Linked DNA regions of Zea mays: region 2 is linked to region 1. Evidence: chromatin contacts called from public Hi-C data. All regions are on one chromosome and are shown on one strand. The core of a region is the stretch at or near the end of the contact, and the rest is flanking DNA. Distances in the headings are between cores, read along the strand shown.

Evidence for each region. A called contact is a pair of places that touch in the nucleus more often than the background predicts.
Region 2: a Hi-C map of seedling shows a contact between it and region 1, with 4 times the contacts expected there. The contact joins the promoter of LOC103626103 here to the promoter of LOC103626099 in region 1. A contact is called at or near these places in 3 of 25 Hi-C or Micro-C datasets (ear, leaf and seedling).

Annotation. Positions count from the first base shown.
Region 1 is chr5:22,935,382-22,943,181 of Zm-B73-REFERENCE-NAM-5.0, reverse strand. LOC103626099 (fringe-related protein) reads right to left here and starts at 2,844. Exons shown (of 4, transcript XR_552710.4): 1 at 1,281-2,844; 2 at 40-588.
Region 2 is chr5:23,240,907-23,248,706 of Zm-B73-REFERENCE-NAM-5.0, reverse strand. It overlaps LOC103626103 (TATA-box-binding protein 1-like), which reads left to right and starts at 5,158. Exons shown (of 6, transcript XM_008646477.3): 1 at 5,158-5,304; 2 at 6,200-6,287; 3 at 6,417-6,539; 4 at 6,646-6,690; 5 at 6,771-6,863; 6 at 6,965-7,526. The coding sequence starts at 5,252. The coding sequence ends at 7,138.

The DNA.
Region 1 (7,800 bases), core at 1,595-4,094:
TGAGTCAATGAGGTACTGTTAAGGAATGATAGTACAAACCAGATGCCAGCGCTTGCTTAATGGAGACGAGGAAACTTGGATCTCATCTATGTCAGGTAAAGGGGGTGACCGGAAGCAGAACACCTTTCTTTTGAGGTCATCCCTAGCACTTGATCGTGCATAAGATCCCCTAGTTATGTTTCCATCCTTCCAGACATCCTTCAAGAAAAATAAGATCGGCTTCTTGCACAAAGATTTCTGGACATCTCTAGTGTCAAAATCAAATTCATTTCTCTGACTCATCCTATTATAAGCAACGTAAGTACGTTGTGATCGCTCCAAATCACGCGGAAGAAGAACATTGGGATATACTTCAACAACATAGCCCAACGAGATAGCAAATGTAAGCTTTTGGCTTTGATCGTAACAAATTGAACGCTGCAGGAAGCTCATGGGTTCCATTTTCATAGCCTTTGTAAACAGCTCCAGACTCTCAAGAGAGTTCAATCCAGGGTATATGGGGTCCACAAGCTCCACATGGTGGATACTGATGAAAGGAGCAATTGGATGAGATGCCAATAACCCATGAGAATTGCCTCTGATATCCCACTGAGATATGACAAGAAAAAACGACATTAGAAGGATGGATGGATTTGTGAGCATATATACTCAGACTAACGAAGCTGAAAATCAATCTATCTTTTTTATTATGATAGCAGAAAACAAGACAATTTTTTGGTAATAACCTATTATCATTCTCAAGCACATCCACTGCCGAATTTCACAGTGGCACTGAGATTTGAGAGACAGGGACAGTACTATAGACCAAGCGAATCCTGGCAAAAGTGTCCAGGGAAGAAAAGAGTCCGAACAAAAGTAACCTTCAAGTCCTACCGAACTTTTCTTTTTGTCATAACCACTCTGGCAATGCCCTACTTTTGTTGAAACACAATAAAAATGATATAATTGACCAGCTCAGATGGGGCAGCTGTGGAAAGTATTACCTTCCTTTATGCCCTAATGAAACAAATATGACTGATATAGTAAAGTTTGAAACATTAACAGAGGCATCCAACATCTAGACCAAGCTCTATATTGGGAATGATTCATGAAGACTCCAAACATTTTTTTTCCTGCGGGTGTTTACACATAGAATGTGGCTGTGGCTGGGAACTAGTTTATGAGGAAGTCCCACATAAGCACAATAGTAAGAGCAATACTAAGTGGATCAGGCGATCAAAGTTGTAGGAGCCAGATTTACAATTCAATCCCGGCAAAATGTTGAAGGGTAAGCTAGATACCTGGTGGAATCCGTATTCGCGGGATAGGGGAACGCCGAGCTCCGTGATGCAGGCATGGAGGCGGTCGTCGCTTCCATACAGCTTGGGGTACCTCTCGATGCACACGTCGAGCGTCTGCGCGAGTGCAGCGGCGAGCGGAAAGCTGAGCGCGACGCCGCCACCTCCGAAAGCCATGCTATGGCTGAAGTAGGTGTTGGCGGAGTGGCTCTCGGACGGCGCCCCGACGTACACCATCTCCGTCCAGTCGTACTTGCTGAGCACGGCGACGAGGTTGTCCGCGCACAGCACGGTGTCGTCGTCGACGAGCACGAGCCAGCGCGCGCCCGCCCCTCTGCCGACGAGCCGGACGGCCTCGGCGGCGATGCGCGCGATCCGGAGCCCCGACGGGTGGCCCGTGGGGTTGGTGTACCTGAAGCGCGAGGTGTCCTCGGACACCCGGATCGGCGGGAGGGAGCCCTCCCAGGGGGCGCTAGGCCCCGGCGCGGCGGGCGCGCCCGCGTCGAGCCAGACGTTGCCGCGCATCGCGGCGGGGTCCCACCACAGGCGGACGTACTCGCGGCGGCGCGGCCAGAGATGCGCCGACCCCGCGATGCCGAAGACGATGTGGCCGAGCGAGAGGGGCGAGGCGGCGCCGGGGCCCGCGGCCGCGGCCGCTCCCGCATCCGGCAGCACCGAGCGCTCGGAGGCGGCGGGGGTAGCCCCCTGGGACGGGGAGAGCACGAGGAGGAGCCAGAGCGCGGTGGCAAGCAGCACCGAGAGCAGCGCCAGCAGGGCCGCGACGAGCGGGCACTGCCGCGGCGGGACGAGCGCGAGCGGGAGGAGCGGCGGCGGGTGCGGGGGTGGGGAAGCGGCGTAGTGGGACTTGGGCATTGGACTCGGTGGTGGTGGACGCCGCCGCCTCCGGTGGCCACGGACATTGGGGGGTGGCGCAGGCGGAACGTGGCGATGTTTTAGGGATGGACGTGGGGCCGGGTGGCTGCCTCTCCTTGCAGTTGTAAAACATCACGCCGTTCCATTTGAAATCTCATTTGCTTCTTGCCCCGTACAAAACCGATTACTCTCTATTTTTACTTTGCAGTTAATTAATATTTCCACGGTCCCGATTTATAATTTATTAGACTTTTTTGTCAATTTAATCGGCTAATCTTATTTAAAAAAATAAAAAAAATTCAAAGCCTACTTAAAATATATTATATGCTAAACAATATCATGTTAAAAATTAATGATAATTATGATATTTTTTAAATAAATCGAGTCGGTCAACTTATGATAAAAAAATCAAACGAATAACTTCTTCTCTTGATCGTGTCTTTAAGTAGTCATTCGGATGGTTTGAAATTTTGAATTCCAGATCACAGTGTCAATTAGTAAGTACTGTGTAATCTAGGGACCATTGGTATATAAGCTTGCTTGCACGTGGAGGACGATGACAGGATTGCTCACCTGCTGATGATACGGGCAGCAGTTTTCTATTCAGAAAAGCTACACCTACAGTTTTCTTCTCTCTTTTCCTGTCCATGCATCTTCAGCGGATGGGGGAAAAAAACTCAAAACATTGTTGAATAAAGCAGCCGTTTTAAGATCGAGGAAATAAATAATATAGGTTTCTGGCTCGTAGCGTAGATGAATGGCGCTCCAAGCTTCAGAAAAAGAATATCTTGTAGTAGTGGCCTCCAAGCGACGAGTGCAGCAAGGCGACGACGCCATGTGTCTAGATATCGTCTTCGCAAATAATTCTTCCATGGGGCCTGTGGAATATGTTCTCTCCTCTCATCAAACCATTGTTGAGACGTTCGTGTAAAAGTTTGTTCACTGTGATGCGAGATACAGCTAGGAGAGATCGCATGTGTGGTTCAGTGGTTGGCTTGAATAATTAACAGGAAGCTGAGAGTTGCATCGCAAGCAACATGCCACACATGCAGCAGCATCTAGATTAGATGACTAGATCAGTCTACGGTTTGCCAGGAAAATAGTCACTGTGCTGCCTGTGCAGTACGCTAAGCCTGATTGTTTGCTAGCGTAAACCCTGGAGTAGACGAGCGAGCGTGTCCACGCACGGGAAAAGGTCCGGGCCGTGGAAGCGGCGAACATCTTTTTGCTCAAAAGGAATTGGGGGAAATTCTTGTGCTCCGTCGTGGTCCTCAATTCCTTATTCGTATTGAGATTGAACAGCATCCGTCCAATTCTTCCTTTCCCCTATTTTTGTGTGGATTTCCTGTCTTTTGTTTGGGGTCCCTGGCATCAAACTGTGACACTTTAGGTATTAGTATTCGAATACAAGGTATAAAGTTCTACCATATTTAATCTACGTCTGGATTGAGTGAATTCATACTTCACGCTCAATCTCATGATGGGATTAAATCCATCGTTAATCCATATATCTCAAAGCTAGTTATTTTCTTGATCCATAGGTTCTAATATAAACTTTTGCAGTATCTTCATGGATTTGTTCTATACCTAATAAGGTATTCCATACCTAATAAGTTATGGATAAATCCATGTTTTCCATAGTTTAAAAAAATTCTAAATCCTTAGGTTATAATCTATAATGAGTTTAACCGAATAAAAAAATTTGAGTATGCTTGGATTATTTTGAGACAAGGATTGTGACATAAATTTAATTCCAATCCATGGTAATCCAGAATTGGATTAGTGTAAACAAACAAGGTCTACTGTACATATGCCAAATACGAAGGCATCATCTATGGGCTATGGCATTGCCTACAATTAGAAAGAATGAAGTTAGTATGTGTTTGTTTTCATTTGCTTTGCATTCATAAGAAAAATATGGACAAAAATCTTGACCCTTGGTTATAGCAATTCCAAGGAAACCTATAGCTACATCTTATGTTTTCTAATATATGGTCCACACACGAATTCATCATGAGACCAACTCCATCAGGTCGCGTAAATGGCTCCCCATCCTTATTTTACGCATCCACCGTAACTACTCATCATTCCAGCAAACTCTACACCACAACTTACAAAATATCAGGAGTTCCATTTGCTACACATTCTCACGATGTCTCTCTCACCGCAGCAAAATTGTTGTCCTCCTCGCTCTTCAGTCCCTGGCACCCACCCAGTCTCACTCGTATCGTCTGTCTGTTGACTTGGCTTTAATCTATACCGGCTTTAGGGTCGGGCCAGCAAAATCTAAGGCCCTGTACAAAATTCCGGAATATCAATCTATAAAGTAGAACTATACTAATATAGGCTATAATAATACGATAAAAAAGTTATATTAAGAGTTGTGTCTAACTGTCTATTCAATTTTATATTGTATAATTTTACTTGGATAGTATTGTTTTGTTAGTGTTATTTTTTAAAATGAAATCTTGAACGACATTCATGTTAAAATGGAGATGTAGTCGTGATCAAAGACAAAGACACCATACAGACAACGGATTTGACTCATGAGAAGAAGATTTGCTTAGAGATTAGTTGATTTATTAGCCTAATGTGCTAGAAGTGGAGGCCCTTGGAACTCGGGGGGGGGGGGGGGGGGGCTGTTTCCTTGAACAGGCTACACACCCACTAGGCTCGGGCCTGATCGGCTTCTACTATTTCTACAGTGTTTTTATCTCTATGGATTGCAGCTGCAGCTGTCTGAACACCTGTCTTTGAAGTGAAAAGGTTGTGTCATGTGTGTCACACCCGAATTTAAGGACAAATCCATATGCATCTCATATGTGTGTCAGGATCAAGTTTCACATATATAACAACTCAGTGTATAGAAACCGGTGTCACCGTTTTTATTACATAACGAATTGTCTTTAAAAAATAACTAAATGAAATAAATTAAACGTAGATAACTTCCCCACAGGCGTAGTTGATTGTGAGACGACAACCTAGAACTCATCGAATTCATCATAATAACCCCCCTCTAGCGATACATGTTTCTGGTCTGAACAATAATTATAGCAAGGGTAAGCTCACTTACGATGGGGCTCAACAAGTGTGTAGGAGCAAGTATAGTGTAAGGCTTATCAAAAAAAGTTCTAATGCTAAACATTAATTTTTAATTAAGTAGGTCAAACTTTTATTAACAATTTCTAGGTATAAGTAAATACCAACCCAATTAGAGAAAGGATCATAACCAAACTATTACCCATAAATAACCACATGCATGACAGATTAAATTTACTTCCATATATTAATCATGTGAGAAGCCCGACCCGTTCTTGACCGTGAGCACGACTGATATATCAGTTTTACCCTCTGCAAGAGTCGCACATCTTTACCCACAAGTTGTGATACCCATCTGTCAAAGGGGTCATGAATCTCATTCATCTCTTCTAAGGAGACGAGGCAGGGTTCACTACAATGCCTTTACAAAGCTCCACTAGCATGAGAGAACCCGCTATGGATTCAAGCAGAGGTGGTACAAATCATCTGGCAGACTAAAAAGTCATCGCAACATGATCAGCCATGTCACCATACTTGGATAGCTCCTCCTTACTTGCCCCTAACCAGGTAAGGTCCTCATACACTAGCTTCTCCAATTAATTAGCCAATACCAGAGTCATAATAGTCCATGTGGTTGTATTGTTTTCTTGGGTTGGTGCTCCATGTTTCAGTTAAACAAAATGGTCTTATCATGCATAACAAACCATCAATAACAATAATCATGAATTCATGATCAATGTTACATATGTATCATTATCACATAACCAAGTAGAGCAATAGAAAATCTGCCTAATGGTAAATAATTCCAGGTATAAACAAGGTATAGGAAAAACAAGTGAAAAGGCTATGTGTCACACTCGGGGTGCAATACTTCTCTAATGAAGGCTCCTGCTACTAGGTGGGCTAACTCGGCCCGTATAGCCTCTCTTTTGTCGGGCGTGAAACGGCGTAGCTTCTGCCAGATCAGTTTTGCCTGAGGATACACCTTCAGTTGGTGCTCGGCCAGCTCTCTCGTGACTCCTGGCATGTCCACGTGTTGCCCACAAGAACACATCTTGGTGTCTTGCAGAAACCGGACGACGCGCTTTCCTATTTGGCAGTGAGGCTAGAACTGATGATTACCGTCTTGCGTTCATCGAAGAAACCAAGGTTAGCCCTCTTGGTTTCTTTGGTCGGTCGCATAGAGGTAGCGGTAGATGCTTCTTTTCTGGGATTGTGAGGTCATCCACTGCTGGTGTGTCGTCGTTCAGCGTTGTAAGTGCCATCCAGGGTCCGTCTAGATAGCCCCCCAAAAGCATTATGTGGCTCCCTAGAAGTCAGATCGGACGGTGATGATACCCTGAGGTCAAGGCATCTTGAGTATCATGTACGGGTAGTACGAGATGACCATGAATTTGCCCAGCTCGGCCTCCCAATGATAGCATTGTATCCGCAGTCGAACCGAGCTACCTCGAAGTGTAGGAATTTGGTCTGGTAGCTGTCTGGAGCGCTAAAGGTGACTGGCATGACGAGGTGGCCTAACAGGTACTCCCCTTCAGTTGGTACGATGCCGAAGAATGAATTATCCGACTGAATGAGGTCGATAGTCGGAATTCCCAGGGCCTAGAGTGTTATGGGGAAGGTGACATTGATGCTGCTACCACCGTCCACCAGAACCTTCTTGACTCGGCTCTCTTGAATCACAGGGTTGACGAGGAGAAGGTACTTGTTGAGGTGATCAAAGTTAAGCCACTGGTCAGCTCGGCTGAATGTGATGGCATGTTCGGACCACCGATACGAGGCCAGTAGGGATGGCAATGGGTCGGGTTCGGATCGGGTAGAGTAAATACCCACCCGCGACCATACCCGCGGGGATTATCCATATCCGCCCATGACCATACCCACGGGTAAAATTTTGTACCCGTGCCCGTACCCATCGGGTATCGGGCGAATATCGGGTATCCGTCGGGTATAACAGCTTGGTGCATTCTCCCTAAATGAAGTCTAGTGCAGTTCTGAGCGTCGCACATCGTCATGATCACCGGAGGCACATAATGTTGTTGCACAGTGCATTCGTGTAGATGTAGCCTTGGACATGTGTTGCTAATGTTTTTTGTTAATAAACTTCCAACTCGTCAAAATCGAAGAGTAGCTAGCATAGTCGTCTGGTGTATTAACACTCTCTTAGCTCAAGTACTTGTACTAGATAGCACTGGTACTACGTATTGGCACTTTATCAAACGTACTGACACTAGTACTAGAACCAGATCAGAAGCATCAGCAGACAGGGAGGGATGTCGGTAGGATGAGCTGTCGAGGGTGGACGGCTAGCTAGCGTACTGGTAGGTTGAAAATCTAAAATCACTATTTTTCGGATATCCGTCGGGTACCCATGGGTAAGAAATCAAATCCGTACCCGACCCATAATAAAATCGGGTCGGGTATGGGTAAGACCCACAGGTCAAATTTCGTGCCCGAACCTGTACCCAACGGGTCGGATATCCGACGGATATCCGAACCCGCGGGTAAAATTGCCATCCCTAGAGGCCAGTGCACCGTTGGTTGCCACTCGGACCTACCGGTCGGTGAGCTTTTGTTCCCTCTTATTCTCCTAGGACCCATGGCCCCTGAA
Region 2 (7,800 bases), core at 3,909-6,408, 300 kb before region 1:
AATATTTATTGGTTCAATTCTAAGTAACCTTTGCACTTACATTATGCAAACTAGTTCAATTATGAACTTCTATACTTGCTTTGGTTTGTGTTGGCATCAATCACCAAAAAGGGGGAGATTGAAAGGGAATTAGGCTTACACCTATTTCCTAATTGATTTTGGTGATTGAATTGTCCAACACAAATAATTGGACTAACTAGTTTGCTCTAGCCTATAAGTTCTAATACCAATTGAAAGTCGCCTAGAGGGGGGGGTGAATAGGGCGAATCTAAAATTTATAAACTTAAGCACAACTATAAGCCGAGTTAGCGTTAGAAATAAAAACGAGTCCGAGAGAGAGGGCGTAAAACAAATCATCGTGTCTCGCTCTTTATTTGCTCACGATTTGTTTTGCGCCCTCTCTCTCGGACTCGTTTTTATTTATAACGCTAACCCGTCTTGTAGTTGTGCTTAAGTTTATAAATTTCAGATTCGCCCTATTCACCCCCCCCTCTAGGCGACTTTCACAATTCACGATTCCTCATATCTTATTCACTTTGGCTTGACCAATCCTCTTAATCACTTCAACCTCTATTATGATCATATTTATGCATAGTGATTTCTCAGGACTTGTCCATATATTCAAACCAATATAGAGACCATATTATATCCATTTGCATTGTCTCACTGGTTATTTGACCTTGTGTTGAACCTTGTTCACTGATCATTATACACTATTCAAGTATGTTCATCATACTGAATTTCCTGTTCAACACTTAGCAAACTTGTTAGACCTTTAAATGTGTTGTTACCCAAATCACCAAAACTCACAAAAGGGATGAATGCACTTTCACCTATCGTGATAGAAGATCTCAGATCTCCTCCTGTAATAAGGCAAGCCCCGGTGCATTTGCCCCTTCCTTGTGTTTTAAATGCTTTATCACTTAAAATGATGCATTAGGTGATAGGAGTTGTGTGATGAACAATTGATGCATTACCATTCCTAGGAAGTTGAATACTATACCTTGATCCCTGATTTATAAAAAGAACTGATAATGCTTAACCCTGCTTAGAAACTGAAAAATCCTTTGTTTTCAAAAAGAATGATGTGGAACATTGGTTATGGGCTTTTTGATTCAAAAATCAAAACTAACTAAGGTGATGAATCCTCTACGGTCGGAGTGGACTCGTCACTCGAAAAGAGTATCCCTGCCGGGTACCAAAAATGGGGAAATGGTTAATAAATCTAGACCAGGCGCTGAGCAGACAGAGTCGCCCGTCTGTGTCGATTAAGGACCGTACTGTTGACTGGCCTGTTGTGGTTGAGACTTTGCAACTAGCCACATACCTTAGTATGGGACAGGGTAAGCTTGAACCCGGCTATTCCATACGTGAAGAGACAATCGCGCACTAGGAGTGGAGAGATGGCGGGAGTAGCATGTACCCTCCTGGCATAGTAGCACGCCTGGTGTGCTCTCGGGTGGTGCGGACCTGTTCATGTAGTGGAGGACTCCGTGGGAACGGTTGACATAGGCAAGGGTTAAGTGCTACATATGTCGTGTGGTTAGAGATCCCCAGCTGGGTATAATCGGTTCGAATCGTCGTTGCTCCTCGGTTATGGAGATTCATCCCGATGACCATCATCGTAGTTAGCAAGTGAAATATGAGAATGAATAAAATGCGGCTAGTATAGGTCAAGTGCTTGAACTAGACTAGGCAAATATAGATTCAAGTAATAACCTAACTAGTGAAATAAAACTTGGCTTAAGGATCAACTGGTAGCAAGCTTTTCTGCAAAAAGAGTCTTTGATCATTGATAAACCTTACCTTGATTCCCAATCAACTAGCATACCCTTGAGAGTCTTTTCTTTAGTCGGGTAAGTCTTGCTGAGTAATTGTGTACTCAGGGTTTTACCCCCTGTTGTTTTTACAGGAGAAGTTTTATTTCCTTATCTTTTGGTTAGTTACATCATGTGGAGGCCTTGAAGCTTAGAATGTTTATGTATATATCTTATGGAAAGGCTTCACCCTTCCAATTATTGTAATAAGTTATGCACTTTGGGTACTATCAGGACTTGTAATAATTACAATTCTTCTTATGTTGTAAAACTTGAGCTTTGAAAATATAAAATATGTTTTGTAAAGTCTTCTGCTCTATCTCCAAAGTGTGTGTATCGAGTGTGATTACTGTAATATGCATGAATGTGGAAGATCCTTGGGATGATGAGTTCGAGTTGATGAACTCGATAGCCTTGTTAAGTTACCTCGTACACGTGCACAACCATCTGAGGCCGTTAATAGCAAGGGTTGGTGCATATGGGCCTGATAACTTAGGGGATGTCACATTGATCTTTTATCCGATCTTGATTAGGAAATTAAGCAGGGCCTTGTGTCTTCATGGAAGGTCCAACAAACATTTTGGTTTGTGACGGCACGCCCTTCCACCATGGGTAGGATATCTGTGGGATATAATATCCTTTCAATATAGGGAATGTTTGGTTCAGCTTTTTTCTGACCAGTTTTTCTGAGAATTTTATAGCCCCTGTTTGTTTCAGCCTTTTGCGGCTTCTGCCCACCAAAAGCTGCTGCGGACTGCCAAACGCGTCAGCTTTTCAGCCAGCTTCTATAAAATTCGTTTAGGTAAAAACCATTCAAAATCAACATAAACATATAATCGGTTGAGTTGTTGCAATAGTAAGAATCCGTCACTTTCTAGATCCTGAGCCCTATGAACATCTTTATCTTCCTCCGCACGTAATCCTAATAATACTCAGATTCTCCTCACAGCCAGATTCTACTCACAGCCAGATTCTCAGAAAAGCTTGTCAGAAAAAGCTGAACCAAACAGGCCCAGAAGCTAGCTGAAAATCTGAGCGTTGACATTCCGCAGCAGCTTTTGGTGGCCAGAAGCTGCAAAAAACTGAAATAAATAGGGGCATAATTTGGTCTTAAAGCAATAAATTTAACTAGAGACATATTAATCATGTTATAGGCAACAAAGCAGGTGGCTCGAGACTCGTATCCGTCCGTGGCTTCCACCGTATGAAATAAATAGAAACAAATATTTTAGTTGTGATCCTCGTACTCTCAATCGTCACCTAACTATCTAGGTGATACCAATCATCAAGAATAACAAACATTACTCTTACTTAACAATACCAAGCCCAACGAAGGTGGTTGTTGCACACAAGTTTAACAGAGGTAGTTTGAAAACACTATTTTTCTAAGTGATTTATATTTTTCCAAGAGAAAATGAACTAATTTATCTTGTGAAAATTGAAATCTCTTGATAAAACGAGGTTGCTAAACTAGACCTAAAAGGGAGAGCCTCCCTTTCCCCATCGGACTAGTCTTTAGGGACGATTAAGTCTTTCCCCGAGTTATGTGTGCTTAATGAACTATTGGCTCCAGACAACCTTAATTTGTTAGTCTTTAGCCAAACTCACTTGGGCTGGGTGAATCATACTCCATCCATCCCATAAAAGGATGTCGTTTTGATTTTTTGATACCAAGTTTAACCGGATCATCTTATTAAAAAAATATAATTATTTTTTTATTTTGGTTTAGTTTATCATACAATTTATTTTAATATTTTTAATAAAACAAGCATATCAAATTTGATATAAAAAAGTCAAACGATTTCTTCTGGGACACAGAGGGAGTAGAAAGGAGCCCGGTGTCGAGTTGGGAAGGGTGGAGGAGGATCCAATCATCCAATGCTGGCCGAGCTATGGTGGCGCTGATTTTCGTGCATGCCTTCTACAGGCGTCGCCTAGGAGTAGGGCTCTCGGGTTCGTGGGCCAAATTCCGGAGCTCGAGTCCGTTCTGCTTGGAGAGGGGCCCAGCGATTTTCAAGCAATGGGCCTCTGGCGGGACCATGTTGAGTGCACCGTGCTGTGGCCCAGGAGCCTGATTGCTGGTCCGTGTGTGTGTTGGGTGGCCGTGTAGAGGTCGAGTTGGCAGGTCCGTCATCTTTAGAGAGGGTAATGTGTCCTGATCTCCGATTTCCAGCCAAGAATTCTTCTATTCGAGGATGAAAATAGAGTAGTATTTTCTCCATGGGATGTAAACGGTAAAAACTCTCTCCTAACAATCAATGTCTTGTTTGGGTACATTAGTATTCATCTCTAATACACATGTGTTGATGTGGATTGAGTTAATACTAGAGGATGAATACTAGAGTATGCAAACAAAGCCTAGATGATGATGGGATGAGGAACCCGTTCCCGCGGGACCCGTTAAAATTATACGTGATGATGTTTTTATACAATAGTTAATAATAAAAATAAATAATTATCTTGTCAAGAGATCACTCGTTATACGGATGTGTTTATTTTGATCTACACATAATAATTTTTTACATCTGACAATGTGTATAAATGACAATATTTTATATTAATAATAAAATATATTTTAATTATAATTTAAACGGGAATAGGGATCTCTTATGAGAATTTATCACGCGAGAAATAGAAATGAGAAAGAAATGTCGTCCGCAACCGTTTAATTCCCCGTTTAGTCATGTTCGTCGTCCACGGACCACGGATGACGAGCTCCCCCCGGTGCTGCTGCTGCCTCACTGCCTGCTTCATCGCTGGCTGCTCGGGTGGTCGGCTCGCCGCCGGTTCTGCTCCGTCGGACTCGGACGCGATGACCGTGTGTATCCAGTCTCGCGTCTGCGTCACCAGTGATGATGGGTTTCTCTTCCTTTCGCTCGGCTCCTGTACGTGCTTTGCTTTCGTTGCACGATCTATACGCTGATCATATCCTAACGAACTGGATTTGTTGGATTGTTTGTGGTTGTGGACCGTGTGGACTAGGATATACATATCCTTGCTTTGCTTAATTCCATCTGCGCACTTGTTTAGCTTTGCGCATGTACACTCGTGGAAAGAATAAAATAATTTCGTAGATGTATTATGAAAAAGAATAAAAAAAGATGACAGTTGAACAAAAGTCAAAACCTACTTCGGCGGGCTGTCCAGTTTTCAGCGACCGAGCGAAAGCCAGCCGGTCTCGAACCCAACCCAGGTCGAGTCCATAAATCCAGGGCCCCACCCGCCCCGCCTTCTTCTTTTCTTCCTCGCACCAAAGTCGTTGGAATCCAAGCCCCCTTGCCCGTCCGTACTCGACCCAAAACCCTCTCGCCAAAATATAACCCGCGCTCATTCAAAACGAGAACAGTTTGCTTGCCGCCGTTAGGGTGTCCTCGCTGGTGCTGCGCAGCGGGAGCGGCGTCGGAGGAGAAGGACGATCCACGGCGTCGTCGGCGATGAACGGAGCGCATGAGTCCGGGGTCCCGTCCGGCATCGTCCCCAACCTGCAGTGAGTCCCGAGCCCCGATCGCAGATTGGTGTTCATTGTTTACAATGCACAAAAAATATGTTTGCCCTTTGGATTTTGGATGACATAACCTCATTTTAAACTCTTTTCTCGATGCCACAGTTTATGATTATGACCTAGAGGTCACACGGCTCGACGCCGACGCCGACGCCGTGACAGATAAGGCATCGGGTGGTGTGTTGGCGCCTAGCTTGGCACCACAAGACACAAAGAATTAATTTAAACGACTCACATCCAACATTACATTAATAAATTAATTATATATAATATCGCCAATTTAGCACAACTCCGGTTTCAAGATTTTTGGCGATGTTATATACAATTAATTTATTAATATAATGTTGTATATGAATTGTTCAAATTAATTCTTGGCGTCAAGGTCGACGCCACGACTTATGGCGCCGAACACAGCACTCGGTGTTCCACCTCGACGCTAAGTCACGACAACGAGCCGTGTTACTTTGGTGTCATGGTTTATGGTGTTGAAAAAATGTTCTAAAAATTAGATTACGTCGTGATGTAAATTTTTTACGAAAAAGGTCAAAATGCAAAAAAATCCGGTCTAGTCAACCAGTAGGAAATAGCAGCCGATATCTCCGTGGGGTAGGGGAATTACGCATGACCTGTTTGATCCTTAGCATGGTATGGGGGAGATTAAAGTGTGTTGAATTTGCATACAAATGAACTAGCATGCCATCATTGCTGATCTGGATGTAAAAGAGTTGCTGTTATTTTTCTTTTCCTTTTGATCTGAAGAGTTGCCGTTGCTTTTTTCTTGCTTGGATTTTCAGAAGGGTTGATAGGTGTTGCCTCTTTAGTTTGCTGCCCAGATTGAAACAATGCAGAGCCATAACCTGCCTCTTGTCTGATGTGTCAGGAACATTGTATCAACAGTCAACTTGGACTGCAAGGTCGATCTGCAACATGTCGCCAACAGTGCTCGTAACGCAGAGTACAACCCAAGGGTATGTATCATCATCAGTGCCGCTGCTGCCTTTTCATTTACCTTAGACTTTTTTTTTGTTGCATGGAACTATATATTACATTCGATAGCTGCAGTCTCACCGGCAGTGACCCTGATACTTACTTGACAGCGTTTTGGTGCGGCTATCATGAGGATAAGGGAGCCCAAGACAACGGCACTGATATTTGCTACAGGGAAGATGGTCTGCACCGGAGCAAAGAGCGAAGCCGATTCAAGGCTCGCTGCGCGTAAGGCATGGAAACTGCTTGTCATATTGTTTCGCCATGCATGGATGCCAATTTTGGATGCTTTTGCTGAATTTTGACGTGTGACTAATACGTATCTATCCTCCATTGCAGTTCGCGCGTATCGTCCAGAAGCTCGGTTTCCCAGCTCGGTTCAAGGTAATGCTTTTGTCACTCTGATCGATCGGATTCCTGCTGGTCTCTCACATTGACTCAATGGGTTCTTCTGACATATGCAGGATTTCAAGGTCCAAAATATAGTTGGGTCATGTGACCTCAAGTTTCCTATTCGTCTGGAGGGCCTCGCTTTGGCCAGTGGCTTGTCTGCCACTGTAAGTTTATAGCAGCTCTTTCTTTAGTTGTAAACGTGTTTGTTGTGTCGTTGTTGATCCCCATTGACTCATTAGCCTGTTGCTCTCTTGGTGTTTGACAGTATGAACCAGAGATCTTCCCTGGGCTGGTCTACCGTATGGTGGACCCTAAGGTCGTGATCCTCGTCTTCGTCTCCGGGAAGATTGTCCTCACAGGAGCGAAGGTGCAGGAAGAGATATGCGCGGCCTTCGAGAAGATACACCCGATGCTTGTGCAGTTCAGGAAACGGTCGTAGTCACTAGTCAGGGACGGTTAGAGGTGGGGCGGGCGACTCTCGAGCCCCCTACCGCTCCGAGGATATAGAATCCCACTAGAGTTACTTCTAAAATATAAAATGTATGTATTATTATTTTATTATGTGCAGACTGTAGAGATGTAGGCCGTTCAGTCATTGATCAATGATGAAAGTTCCAAGTTCAGGTATGTCAGAATAATCCTTGAGCACACTTGTTCAGTCTTCAGTCAGTCAGTCTGTCCAGTTTCAGTCAGTGTGTTTGTCCAGTTTCAGTCTGTCATAGGCGTTTGGCCGCTCATTTTAGCCTGTGTGTCGCTGTTGTCAGTTTCGTGGTCAGAACCTGTTGACTGATAGTGTAAGCAAGATCTGATCGTGTTTAATGAGAAGGTTGGTGTGGTGCATGTGTGGTGTTGTGTGTCTGAAGTAGAAACACGCTTATGTAACCTTGGGCCTGCATTTTTACAGTCAGTTAATCTATTCAGAAAACGTTTCTACCAATTGGAGCAGCACCAACTCGTGTCCTGCTCTCTAGCTTCGCGTGCGTGCCCGTTCACCTGAGTGATCGCCGGCGACCTGGTGGAGGTTGTCTCTCCGGCGAGTTTCTGACAAGGTCTAGGTGCAGGGACATTGTTTGAAAGCACAAGACTCCGTAAAGTACACTC